3 separate regions of the Triticum aestivum genome follow, and all the other regions are linked to region 2. The links are chromatin contacts, called in public Hi-C maps. All regions are on one chromosome and are shown on one strand. The core of a region is the stretch at or near the end of the contact, and the rest is flanking DNA. Distances in the headings are between cores, read along the strand shown. Region 1 holds the start of LOC123099368. Region 2 holds the start of LOC123099373 (thymocyte nuclear protein 1). Region 3 holds the start of LOC123099377 (probable galacturonosyltransferase-like 1).

Region 1 (4,290 bases), core at 764-3,263, 170 kb after region 2:
GTTTTAATTATTTTAATATAAACTACATACAGGAAGAAATGAGTGACCAAACACACAACCGAACCAGAAAAAAGATTGAACATCTTATATCTGTGAAAGGAGGGAGTAATTCCTTTTGTAGATGCGGTAAGGTATGGATGCCGGTGAGCCAAATAAGAAAGAAAAATATTAGAATTTGCCTTTCAAAATCATGAATGGAAAAATATTTTCATCTATGGTTAAAAATACTTACGTAACTTCTAACTTCATAAACATATTTCCGTTCTAGTTATTTTTGTAGCTTTAATATGATATTCTAGGACGCCGGTCTCAAATTCTAGTGCATTTTTCTTGAAGCTGATGAAAAATAGTCGTTTTATTTAGTAAAACCATAAAATGGATAAAGACTTCTGTATGTTTTGAAAAATGTTAATGTAAATTCTACTTTAAAAAAAGTGCCCTGTCGTATATAGAAAACGTTCATATGAGTTAGATAAGGCATTCATTCAAGTACATCAAATGAAATGTTCATGTAATTTCCAAAAATTGAAATTGTTCCTACAAATAATACATCCATTGCTCATACAACCAAACTTCATTTTCTTCAAAATTTAACGTATGGTGTACCGTCAAAAAGCCACCTCTTGGCTGGGTGTTAAGATTGATAGTACTAGTACATAACTCTATCCAACAAGACTGAAATCTGATGTCCATATTTACACAACTATGTGTGTGTGTATCTCGGTATAATCTGTGGCATTCGTAGACAAGTTTTGTCACCAAAGTTCAGAAGTTGGTCACATGTTCATGGGTCCTCGCCTTTTAGCTAAAAATTAAGGCCCTAATACCACTCTAAAAAACATGTGAGTGAATTTAAAACTCCAGAGTCCAGGATTCTGATTTGTTTGGCACTACTTCTCACCCAGTAACGAATATGATCTGCACCACGGGACATCAGCAGTAGTACAAAATGGCAAAGAAAATCGTATAATACAAAAAACACCGGAAATGGTCAATCTGATGATCATCCATTTCAGGGGTTTTTGGTCAGCCTGACGACGCTCTCCTCTGCAACACCACAAGAGGTCTTGCAAGAGAGGCCGAGCCCAAGAGCGAACCTAAGCCCGGCCCACCCGAGCATCTTCTGGGCCTCGGTGTGCCCCCTGCCGGTCTTCCTGCCGCTGGCCGTGCAGGCGACGTAGGCCGCGAGGAACGGGTCCTCCTCCGGCCGGACGCCCCGTCGGCTGGACCTGCTCCTCGCCGCCTTCACCGGCGGCGACAGGGACGGCGCTCCGGGACCTCCCGGCGGAGGCGGCACGCGCAGCTGGTGCGTCCGTGCCTCCGCCTTCTTGGTGCTCTCCGGCGTAGTACTCCTTCCGCCGGAGGGCAGCTTCGTCGTCTCGGCCGCCGGGCTCTCCTTGGACACCCCCGGCTCCTGCTCCCAGGAGAACGCCACCGCCCCGCACGCCGCGACAGCTCCGGGCTCCTTGCCTATACCCATCTCCAGCTAGAGATCAGTGAATCACGCTAGCTAGCTCGTAGAATCCGAGATGAAGAAGACGAAGAGACGGCGTGGTCCGAGAGGAGGAAGAAGAAGAGCGGAGGTGGTAGCAGAGTGGTGCCGCCGTGCACGCGAAGCGCATGCTCGCGGTGGGGTCGAGAGGTCTGGTTCTTGGTTCGGTGGTATGCGGGTACGACGCGGTGCTAGCTGTAGCTGTACTACACAGGCCGGCGAGGAACGTGGCGGGTTTCCTGGAGGTTTTATAGCGGCGCAAACAGGGTTAGTTCGGCAAGGTTTGATCGGCCGACGGATGTGACGGCCGGGGGTCTCGATCAGGAGCTCAGGACGGGTGGTGGCCGGCGCGTCCTTTTCCGCGTTCGGTTTCGCCTTTGTGGCATGTGGGAGATAGGATCGTGGAGCCCAAAACAGAACTGCATGCGCACGCACGCAAATCCGCCGGCGGCTAACCGTGTACCGGCAATACGGTTGCAGATGCCGCTGCATGCAGATTTGATCGACCTCGCACTCTGCCTGCAGCGAGGTTGGCTATCTGATCTTGATCTCGTCGCAGTTTGCGTGACAATGCTACCGGTTATCACGACCTCGGCGCTAGGTTACAGCGCAGGGGTCAGGACGCAGACCACGACTTCCATGCGTGCTACCTGTAGTCCGTAGAAAATGTAGGCTTGGGAGCCGCCAGAGGGCCGAGACAAATCAAGGGTTGTGATGCGTGTCATGGGCTCACGGGCGGGCCGACCTTTAGCTCGGAGAGCGCCAGCAATGGCTATTTTACTCGCGGCTCGCGGCGCATGTGACCCGGCGTTTTGTAGGGTCCAAGCCGGTTTTGGGATAGATGGAAGAACGAAAGATAATGACATTTCTTTTGTAATGTAGTGGCATTTCAATAATAACATACATAACATACTGTTGGGAAGTCTCGGAGGCAGGCCAACTGGCTTTTTGTAAAAGTGACGAGCCGTGCTACACGTCAATGTTGTATTGTTGTTAAGTTCTTGACGCTAATGTCAATATCTTTTTGGTTCTAGTCCTTCTCAACATCAACCACTCTAACCAAATACTACATGGTGCAACTTTGGCTCGTGTTTGGGTTGAATACTAGTACTACATAATTTGTGAAGTGTGTTGGATCAGTGTAGATTACCTCATACTCCCTCCGTTCCTATATATAAGGTGTATTTGTTTTTAGATAAAATTCCAGAATGTAAGGTGCATTTCTTCTAATTCCTCATAATTCCCTTGTTAGCCCTCTAGAAATAAAGAAAGTATCTCTCTCCTGATTATCCGTATCTCTCCTTGTAGTAAAAGAAGGAAACTATCTCTCTGTCGATTGCATGTATCTCTTACTTTCCTATATTAACTGATTTACTTGCCACTAACCAATAAATTGGCCAAGGGTAACTTCGTCCTAACATGTCTATAATTATGTACCTTGGTCACCGTGTCGAAAATAATACACCTTACATAAAAGAACGGAGGGAGTAATTGCATATTTGAGAGAAACCTAATAGAAGATTTTTAATACTCACTTAGGAGGTCTCTTTGAATTGTATACAACTTTCATCTGAATGATTACAACTCTAGGAAATCCTTTCTATGAAAACCCTTTGGATCATGGGTTTGGATTATCAAATTGCTATGAAATTCATTCCTATGCCCCTTATTCTATAGGAATCTTAACATGAGTTTATATCTCGTCTTATTTCTTTAGTGCACCATCCAAAGGAGGTTGCTGCAGAACTCTTGCGGGGTTCCACGATACGTGACATTTAAATCATGCGTCTTCCCCATTTATGTGTTTTCATATTCCTAAAATCCAAATAGCATCTTAATCCTTTGTTTGGGTTTGCAAATGTTTGTGGGCTGCTCCACTAGCATTCGAGTCCATTTTGACGTAGCGGCCGCCGTTTTATGCTTCATTCCATGTTTTACTCCAGGGCACCATCTCCGGCATGGTGTCGATCCACATCTTCCTACCATTAGTGATAAAGTCGGACAACAACTCGTTTGAATGCTTCCACCTGATTAACTAAAAGTAAACTATGTGTGATTGTTATCACTTGCTCTATAGCTTCGTGATCGAGCATGGCGTGTGTCTGCTCCCATTGTTGGACCATCGCTATTCCCAAAGCAAAAGCTCCCCTTTTTCCTCGGTGGAGCTAACAACATTAAGCTCAACCATGCCATGGTAGCGGACTTCTCCTACACTAGGGGCTTGACCTACTCGATGATCCACATTCTTTACTTGTTTCTTTAGCGGCGGACACTTGCAACACTTCATCTACACACGTGGTTCTTAGTCTATTAGGATGTGTGTGTGTGTGTGTGTGTCCTTTTGTTCACCGTGTATTGCTCTACATGTTCTCCTCGTGTATGAGAGCTTTGGCATGTATTCTTGCAAACATATCGGAGTACTCCCACACATGGGGTATTTCCAAATTAAAAAAAATCACCACATAAGTTATGAAAAAGGGCGCGTCCGGTGCTAAAAGATCATATCCGAGGTATTGGGAACATGAAAAAGGTTCAAAGTCTTGAGTCTCCTAGAACATTGCATAGGTGTTGCCCCGAACCATTCTCCTAGGGTTTCGAGTGGCTCTCGGCAGCGCGCGGGCGATTCCGATCTACTGCGGTGCAAGAGTTTCTTCTCTCTCAACCGCAATCTCCCAAGGAGGCCCTGATCGTTGACTACTCTCTCTGCTGCTCTCGGGGTGATTAAGGTGGGGCCTTGCGTCCCTGCCCATCCTTGGAGCGCGAGGACAGCGACGGGTTAGGGTTTTTGGGTTGGGTTG
Region 2 (4,565 bases), core at 223-2,722:
CTTCATATTTGTATTGCTGTACTGTGATGTAAGAACTGGTTATATTTCTGCTGAGCAATTAGTGGAAAAGGGGTGAAAGCCCAGTTGTTATATCAGACACTTGTGTCGTGTTCTAACTCAGAAGGTTTTTTGCCTGCATCCTACAGATGATGAATCATAGAAGCCACGCAGCTGTAATTCGCTCCAAAAGACTCGTTTTCCTGGGTAGATAGTGTGATCATCATTTAACACATACGTAACTAACACAGGACATCCATGAGGCCGTTCAGTGTCATGGCATCCCATCCACGGCATGAAACCAACTGCTCGAAAACTCCATGAACAGCATATCCATACAGCCACAGACAACATCATATGACCCAACCGTCCTTGCAACATGCCAACATCGACCACTGAACTTATAATTAGGAGTACTAGCTAGAGGATACACACTTGGTCACGCTTGATGCAGAGACGGCAAACACTAGAGAGGATACACAAAATGTCACTGAAATGCTCCTCAGAAATGCCATCTCTTGTAGGCCAAAAGACATCACAGAATGATCCTTCCCAAAGCATTATGCCACCTGCATCTAGAACGATTTCACAAGATTAGCAGACAATTTGATGTGACAAATATGAAGTGCAGAAACAAATTAGTCTCAGATTGCTCCAGGAAACATTTTTGCGTTTGCAGCAGGGGCTTGTTTACCTTCAGAGTCCAGAGCATATCAACCCTCTGCTTCATGTTCTCCCACCTCCCCATCCTGAACAAAGCCACCCCCCATCTCACAAACCCAGTCCCAGACCTCCACCGGCACGGGCATCACCGAGAGCCGGGCCTGCCGGATCAGCGCGAAGTCCTTCATCCCCTCCACCTCCCCCGCCGCCGCCGCCTTCTTGATCTCCCCGAGCCCCACGGGCCTCTGGAACTCCCCGACGGCCCGCACGTCCACGGCGCCGCCGGCCGTCGCCTCCACCTCCCCGCCCTCGTACCACTCCCTGGCGACCTCGACGACGCCCACCACGCGGCGCGACGCGGCGCCGGCGCCCGAGTGGTAGAAGAGGCAGCGGTCGCCGCGGCGCATCGCGCGGAGGTAGTTCATGGCCTGGTGGTTGCGGACGCCGTCCCACGGCCCGATGCCCCCCGGCGCGCCCGCCTGGTCCGACCACGACCACTCCCCCGGCTCCGTCTTCAGCAGCCAGTACTTGCTTGCGGCGGGCGCTGCTCCTTTCTTGCCAGCGGCCGGCGCGGCTTTCTTGGTCGCGATGGGCCCGGCTTTCTTGCCGACGGCGGCCGCGGATTTCTTGCTGACGGCGGCCGCGGCTTTCTTGCTGGCGGCGGTGGCGCCGCGAGCTGCTTTCCTCGGCATCCTGTGAGGTCTCAGGGCTGCGGCTATCGCCGGAGCAGGCAAGGATCTTATATTGGCGGGAAATTGGGCGCTAGGGATTGAGAATGCGCGGGGAATCCCTACCATGGCGACGGCTCCCGCTTCCCCTGCTCTCAAAGCCTAAAACGAAACGGCGGTCTAGATCGGGCCGTGCAGGGCTGGGCTCACAACAAGCCCACCTTTCTCTGGGCCACCAAATTGGCCGAGGTAAAGCCCAATAGGACAACCAAGCCGAACAAGCACTAAACGAGGACAAAAAAAAAAAAGCACTCAACGAGGTTTTTCTCCAAAAGAAAAAACACTCAACGAGGTTTTGTAGTTGGTCCACCTATGAAAAAACGAGGTTTGGCAACAGTAGTGTGCACCAAAGAAATGAAACTGAATTCAAAAAAGGGTTTGACCAAAAAGGTTGTGTGGATTCGAATTCATTCTGTGCATGGTACACATGATACCTTCCAGTACCAAAGCTAGGGCACTAATACAAGCAAATCTAACAAAAACCAAGGCTATCTTTTTTTTACGGGAATAAACTTATATTACTCATCAAAGATTAATACAATCAGAGGCGCATAACTGTGCAACACCTGGGGGTCCTGCACCTAGCCATACGGCAGTACGACTATGTAATATACCAAAATTTGCTAAAAAAATGGCTCACCTTATTCTGACTACGTCGTACATGAGTAATATGGGTCTTCCTCTCCAAAAGCTTCTGTTTAATCTCTTGGACCAAGAAAACAAATCTTGATCTATCTTGCTTCTCACTTGTCACCATATAAATGGCCTCCAAACAATCAGTTTCAACTTGAAGAGGTAGATTGCTCCATTGCATAGATAGTGTGATTCCTTCCGACAGTGCACAAAGTTCAGATTCTAATGCATCCGTGCATGTTAGTAGGTGGCGGCATGCAGCGAGCACTGTATTGCCTATAGTATCTCGAGGAATCATACTCGTGGACGAAGAACCATCAGATGCAAGAAAAGATCCGTCGGTGTTCAGTTTAACAGAACCTTGCATCGGCGGTTCCCACTTCAGTTCAGTAGGTTCTATGGCATCCAACACTTGCTGCAGTATCTGTTCAGGTTCAAGTAGAAACTTGCCTTTGATCAACTCATGCTCAGATTTTATATTCAGATTCATGATGGAAGAAACATAGCTGCACAAGAACCTCGTAGATACGTCCAGTGGTGGCGCAGGTTTAGAGTGTACCACTTCGTTTCTTACATACCAAATGCGCCAAAGTAGCATAAAGAGCTGCATCTTTTGCACTTCATTGAGCTCACTTACCAAATGGAATGTCCATGCCCGGTATTCATTACCTTTCCAACATCCGGGATTGACCAACACTTGTCCATTGCTCGCCAGAGAGACACGGCCATGGGGCATCTACACAGGGCATGGAAAGAATCCTCCATCTCCCTGTCACATACCGGGCAAGTGTCATAAATCTCTAAATGTCTGTGTTTCTTCAACGACTGTGTTGGTAGTGAGTTTGTGGCCAAACGCCAAATAAAAACCTTCACTTTCGGTGGTGCAAGGCCACCCCAGACTAGCTTCCAGCATGAGTGTTCACCATTTGGCGTTGAACTAGAGGATTCCTGATCGTTTCGGGTTCTTTCATCAAAAGCAATGCGATAAGCACTCTTCACTGAAAAGTTACCATTTTTCTCCCCAGCCCAAGAAAGCACATCATCCGAACTCCTAGTACAAGGCCGAACCTTCAGAATTTCGTGAGCGTCCAGCGGCAAGAATTGATGCACCAAGTCGTGATCCCAAGACCCATGTATATCCATCAACTCCGAAACCAGCGCAGACGACATCTACCTTTCCTGGACACAACCTTATGGAAATCTGATCGAGGAATCCAATTATCTCTCCATATTTTAATTTTTGTTCCATTGCCCACCCGCCAAATTAGGCCCTTCTTCAGCAGTTGAAGACCATATTCGATACCTTGCCAAGTGGATGACAGATTTCCAGTAAACACAGTGTCTTGAAGATTTCCATTTGGGTAATATTTTGCTTTTAGAACACGAGCACACAAACTTTCTGGAAAAGCAATCAACCCCATGCCTGGCGAGCAAGTAGGGCTTGGTTAAAGAGCCTGGGGTCCCGGAAGCCAATTCCCCCTAAACTTTTTGGTTTTAGGAGGTGATCCCATGCCTTCCAATGTGTCTTTCATTTGCCCTTCTCGGAACCCCAATAATAATTCCTAATTAATTGGTTCAGTTCATCACATAGGCCGAGGGGCAGCTTGAAAACACTCATAAGATAGGTTGGCAAGGATTACGCAATAGATTTTATAAACACTTCCTTTCCAGCTTGAGAAGGACAGCCCCAAAGTAACATTCTTTTCGTTAGCTTTTCCTGGCAATTCTAGAACTTCCCTTTGGTCATACGCCCATCAGGGGTCGGCGGTCCCAAGTATCTTTCTTCAAAGTTGACATTCACCACGTCAAGTATTTCCCTTATGTCATCTTGCACCATTGATGGGCATGCTGAACCGAACATGATGGAACATTTACTTGCATTTAGAAACTGTCCAGTGGTTGCTTTATAGTTTGCCATAATGCTTTTAACTTGGATTGCTTGTTCTCGGTTGGCCTTAAAAAATAACATGGTGTCATCCGCAAATAGCAGGTGTGAAATTCCAGGAGTGCACCTACACACTTTTAATGGAGATATATTGCCCAAATCCTTTTCTCTTTCAAACAAAGCAGAGAGGCCATCAGCAACAGACAGAAACATATATGGGGATAGTGGATCTGGATCACCATGCCGCAGCCCTCTAGACGGTGCAAATGAATCCAGGATAGTTCCATTGAATTTCACGGAGTATCTCACAGAGGTGACGCATGTCATAACCCAGTCAACCCACCTATGAGCGAAACCAATCCTTTGCATCATCTGCTTAACGTAATTCCAATCCACTCTATCGTAAGCTTTGGAGAGGTCAAGCTTGTAGGCACAAAAACTTTTTGTAGGGTCCTTTTCCTGCTTAATGTGATGGATGCATTCAAAGGCCAGCTGTGCATTATCCGTGATCATTCGCCCAGGGATGAAAGCACTCCGAGTTTCAGATATTATACCATCAAGCAGCAGCCTTAATCTGTTTACCAAGCATTTTGCAAGTACTTTATATATTACATTACAAAGGCTAATAGGACGAAAATCAGTCAGTTTCTCAGGATTTT
Region 3 (4,057 bases), core at 1,406-3,905, 220 kb before region 2:
ACATGTTGAAATCTCTAAAAGGGCTTATATTTAAAAACGGAGGGGGTAGATTGTTATCCAAATGTTTGGCACGTATGACCATCTCTGTACTATCGGTATATACTCTTGGTCGATGGTCATGCGTGACTTAGAGCTGGTACAGAGATGATGTTCGTCCAAGTCTAGCAAATGGAAAAAGACGAGGAGAAATTGGTAAGTGGAGTTGGAAAAGGTGACGCTACGTAGATACCAAAAGTAAAAAAGTGCAGGCCGAATGTCACCCGACACGGTCCGCTCGTCGTAGGATTCTTACCAACATTACACTATTACTTACGCGTAACAACCAACAATAAGGTGAGTGGCCAAGTTGCATACAGTATCCGGATCCGCTTCAGCAAACTTTTTAGATACTTTGAAGGAAATATCAATCATCCACTATAGAGAAACACCAACGCTAATCTAATTAACAACAAAGAAACAAACCAATTCAGTTATGCAATTTTCTAAAGGTCTTTGACCTTACGCGGATCATTGGGTCTCGGGTGCCAATGCACCAAATTTTTAAAAAATACAAATTGCAAAAAAAAAAGTATAAACTTTTTGAAAATAAACATGACCTAATGTCACACTCGTGCGTGACGTTTAGCAGAGGAATGGTTTTCATGGTATTCTGGCGAAAAAAGACAAAAGCAACATGAACACACTATACAAAAAGTTACTACTATTCAAGAGCGGCGTTTCTGCTCCCGGTCTCAGATGAGCCCGGGCAAAATCAAAAATTCGTTTGAAAGCAAAATGCTCATGTGCGTGATGTTCGTGCAAAAATTGGTGGAGTTTGGACATTAGAGAAGAGCGCGACAAAAAAGACAAATTTCGGATGTGTGAGTAAGGTTATTGTTCACGCAATTTTTGGACCGATTTTCTCTTTTTTGCCACGAGCTTCTCAGATATCCAAATGGGATGAAATTTTGCACAGATATCACACACGCGAACATCTTCCATACAAAAAGAATCAGATTTTTTTGAATTTTCTACTGTAGCTCAGGAGCAGATGAGCCCGGACGCCGAGTTGGATTTTCGCTGCTATTCACGTTTTTTTTATTTTTACTCGTAGTTTTGTTTTCTTACCCTGAACTAAGTCGACCGAAGTCATTCTTTCGTGAAACTATTTAATTTTAATTTTATACGAGTATAACACTAGATCATGTTTGTTTTTAAAAAAATAGAAACTTTTGCCTTGTCATGGCATTTCCGGTCTTCGACCCGATTATACTACTGGCTAGATTTTTCTGAATTGTCTGTGCGATTTTGATCACAGTCCAACTGTTCCGGAGTTTTGAGTACCACTCTACTTTGCTTTATTATTAATTAAGAGAAGAGAAAATAGAGTAATTAACTAGTCCATTTCTGTTAAATGTTCGTCCAAACACTATGTACACTTGCAGCTTGCACAAACACTCTAATTAATTAAAGCTGACAACAACAATCAACAAAAGAAAGATCTCCTAATTAAACCAGACCGATCAAAAAAGAGAGTGGATCGAAGGCGACCGTCAGTCATCACAAGACGGCGTCGATCCCGGTGTCCGGGCGGAGCAGGTCGTACTTGGCCCAGACGGCGTCGAGCGGGCAGGGCCGGCCGGCGTCGAGCCGGTCCCACGGCTTGCCCTTGCCGCTCCAGTGCAGGAGGCTGACGGGGCCGGCGTGGAGGCCGCGGCATAGCCCGCGGTAGTTGTCGCCGCCGAGGCCGTGCTGGTTCCAGCGGTGGTCGACGGCGGCGATGCGGCCGGCGAACACCAGGAGGAAGGGCGGCAGGGAGCCGAGCTCGTAGATGCGCACCCGCCGCTGCAGCTCCATCCACCCCTCGATCTGCGCCGTGTACCCCGCCGCCCGCCACCGCGGCAGGTCGAGCACCATGACGCCCGTGTTGAAGTAGCACGCGCGGCGCCCGCGGAAGGTCCGGGAGAGTGCCGGGCTGGCCCAGAACCCCGGCGTGAAGTAGGCGGTGAAGTTGGCGCCGCAGTACTCGGGCGCCGCCACCGCCGCGTTCCCCGGGAGCGGCGTGGCGGCGAGCGCGGCGACGTCGTCGGTGAGCACGACGTCCGAGTCCAGGTACACGACGCGGCGCACGCAGGGCGGCAGCGTGGTGGCCAGGTAGGAGCGCGCGTAGTTGAGCGGCCGGTCGAGCGCGCCGCGGACGGACGCCGAGATGCGGCCCGCCACCCGCGACTCGTCGAACGGGTACGCCCGGAACGCCAGCGACGGGAACGACGCGCGCACGGCGGCCACCAGCTCCGCCGTCCGGGAGGGCGACCCGGCGGCGGTGAGGAAGTGGAAGTGGACGGACTCCGGGCAGGAGGCGTGGCGCAGGACGGAGAGCACCGCGGCCATGGTGCCCCGCAGGTAGGACGCGTCCAGCGTCATCGCCACGTGCACGGCCGCGCGCGGCGAGCAGGCGCCGTCGTCCTTGCCGGACGCGGGCGGGAGCGGCGCCGGGCAGCGCGCGGAGGCCGAGTTGGTGAAGTGCGGCGCCTCCCTGAACCTGGGCAGGGGCGCGGCCGCGGCCGCCGCGCCGGCGGCGCAGAGGAAGAGCAAGACGAGGAGGCGCGACATGCTTGGCTACTGCTTGGTTTAGAAGGTGGTGCGTGCGGTGGCGCGTTGTTTGTGTGCGGGCATGAGAGCATGAGCATGAGCGCGCGGCCGACCGTGTTTTTATACGGGCGCGTGGCCGCGTGCGGCGTGCGGGAAAGGGGAGGCGTCAAATTTGGGTCAAAGGCTTGGAGAGGTAGGAGCGAAGGAAAGCGTGTTTGAAATCATGTGTAACACGCGCGTAACTTGGTAAAGAAAACCGGGTGAAAATGCCGGTAGGTCAAACGTGTCTACGTGTTCGACTATGGTCTATAGTATGGCATTGGGCAGCAAAATCGATATATTTGTACATGAGTGCAAATGTGATGCATCTTCCCGAATATCCAATTCTGAGCTTAAATTTGTTTTTTTTCTAAAGTTACTCAATGTCCAAACAATTTAAAATTTGGAGCGGACATCACCCACCAATTATCTGTCATGGCAAAAAAAAGGAATTTTTTGAAATTTTCTACTATTTGTTTTGAATTTTTTATTCAGCATGGGTGCAGATGAGCCTGCGAGCCAAAACGCCTCACTCTGCATCTTCCATTTTACTTGTAATGAGCATTTGAAATCATGTGTTTCAGTGTACGTGGATATCAAATGCTTACCACTGTGAACTGTGTTTGTGGGAGCGGTGATAGTTTTCGTTCATAAAGCATCTACAGTTGGGCGCCCCAATTCCGTCTTAAACGTCCGGACGGACGGCCCAGTCACTAACCGGTCATGAAAAATGCGATCCATATAGGCTTTTTAAACGGGACTCAAACGTCCGAACTGACGGGCGCCCCTCATATCCAGCTCAAATATGGGGCGTATATGAGGGCGTCCGGGCGTGTCCCTCACGTCGGACTGATGATGGGGTCCCACAGGAAAACAGTCTTAAACCCGGCGGTCCGAAGCTTGTTTCCTTTGTCGGACCAATGTTGACGTTCCAGCGGGTCGCGTAGTGCCTACCCCGGCTATTTAAGCCGACCGCCGACACTGAAACTCAACCCGTCAATATTCCCTCCCCCCCACCACCTGGTCCGCCGCCGTCACATTCCACTCTCCGCCCGCCACCACTAGCATCGAATGCCCCCACGTCGTCGGGTAAGGAGCTATCCATGTCTAATGCTGGAGCGCTGGCTGCAGCTCCTTAAGCAGATCTGGACAAGGCGCGAAGTCCGGGTCACTGCGGGGCTACCTCTGGATGCAGTGGATCCAGAGGAAGACTTGGAGGAGGAGGAGCCGAAGGAGGATGTGGGGGACGCTGGGGACGCGGATCTGCAGGCCATCCTCGGTTCCTTCCGCTCAGAGTCAGATGCGGAGGCTAGACAACGTTGTCAGTAGGAGATGGAGGCAGAGCACTCTGCGGAGGAGGAGATGCTCGCGTACATGGATGGGGTCAAGGAGGAGGAGGAGCCCTCCTACGTGCCCTTCCACCCGGCGCCCTGCACCGACGTCGTGG

What was found. Hi-C and Micro-C count contacts between places; a contact is called where the count stands out from the background.
Region 1: a contact with region 2 is called in a Hi-C map of leaf, with 2.1 times the contacts expected there. The contact joins the promoter of LOC123099368 here to the promoter of LOC123099373 in region 2. A contact is called at or near these places in 2 of 5 Hi-C or Micro-C datasets (both in leaf).
Region 3: a contact with region 2 is called in a Hi-C map of leaf, with 6 times the contacts expected there. The contact joins the promoter of LOC123099377 here to the promoter of LOC123099373 in region 2. A contact is called at or near these places in 2 of 5 Hi-C or Micro-C datasets (both in leaf).

The regions. Positions count from the first base shown.
Region 1 is chr4D:8,928,541-8,932,830 of IWGSC CS RefSeq v2.1, reverse strand. LOC123099368 reads right to left here and starts at 2,013. Exons shown (of 1, transcript XM_044521539.1): 1 at 880-2,013. The coding sequence starts at 1,480. The coding sequence ends at 1,013.
Region 2 is chr4D:9,096,318-9,100,882 of IWGSC CS RefSeq v2.1, reverse strand. LOC123099373 (thymocyte nuclear protein 1) reads right to left here and starts at 1,472. Exons shown (of 2, transcript XM_044521543.1): 1 at 692-1,472; 2 at 257-572. The coding sequence starts at 1,457. The coding sequence ends at 711.
Region 3 is chr4D:9,318,462-9,322,518 of IWGSC CS RefSeq v2.1, reverse strand. It overlaps LOC123099377 (probable galacturonosyltransferase-like 1), which reads right to left and starts at 2,655. Exons shown (of 1, transcript XM_044521548.1): 1 at 1,364-2,655. The coding sequence starts at 2,592. The coding sequence ends at 1,540.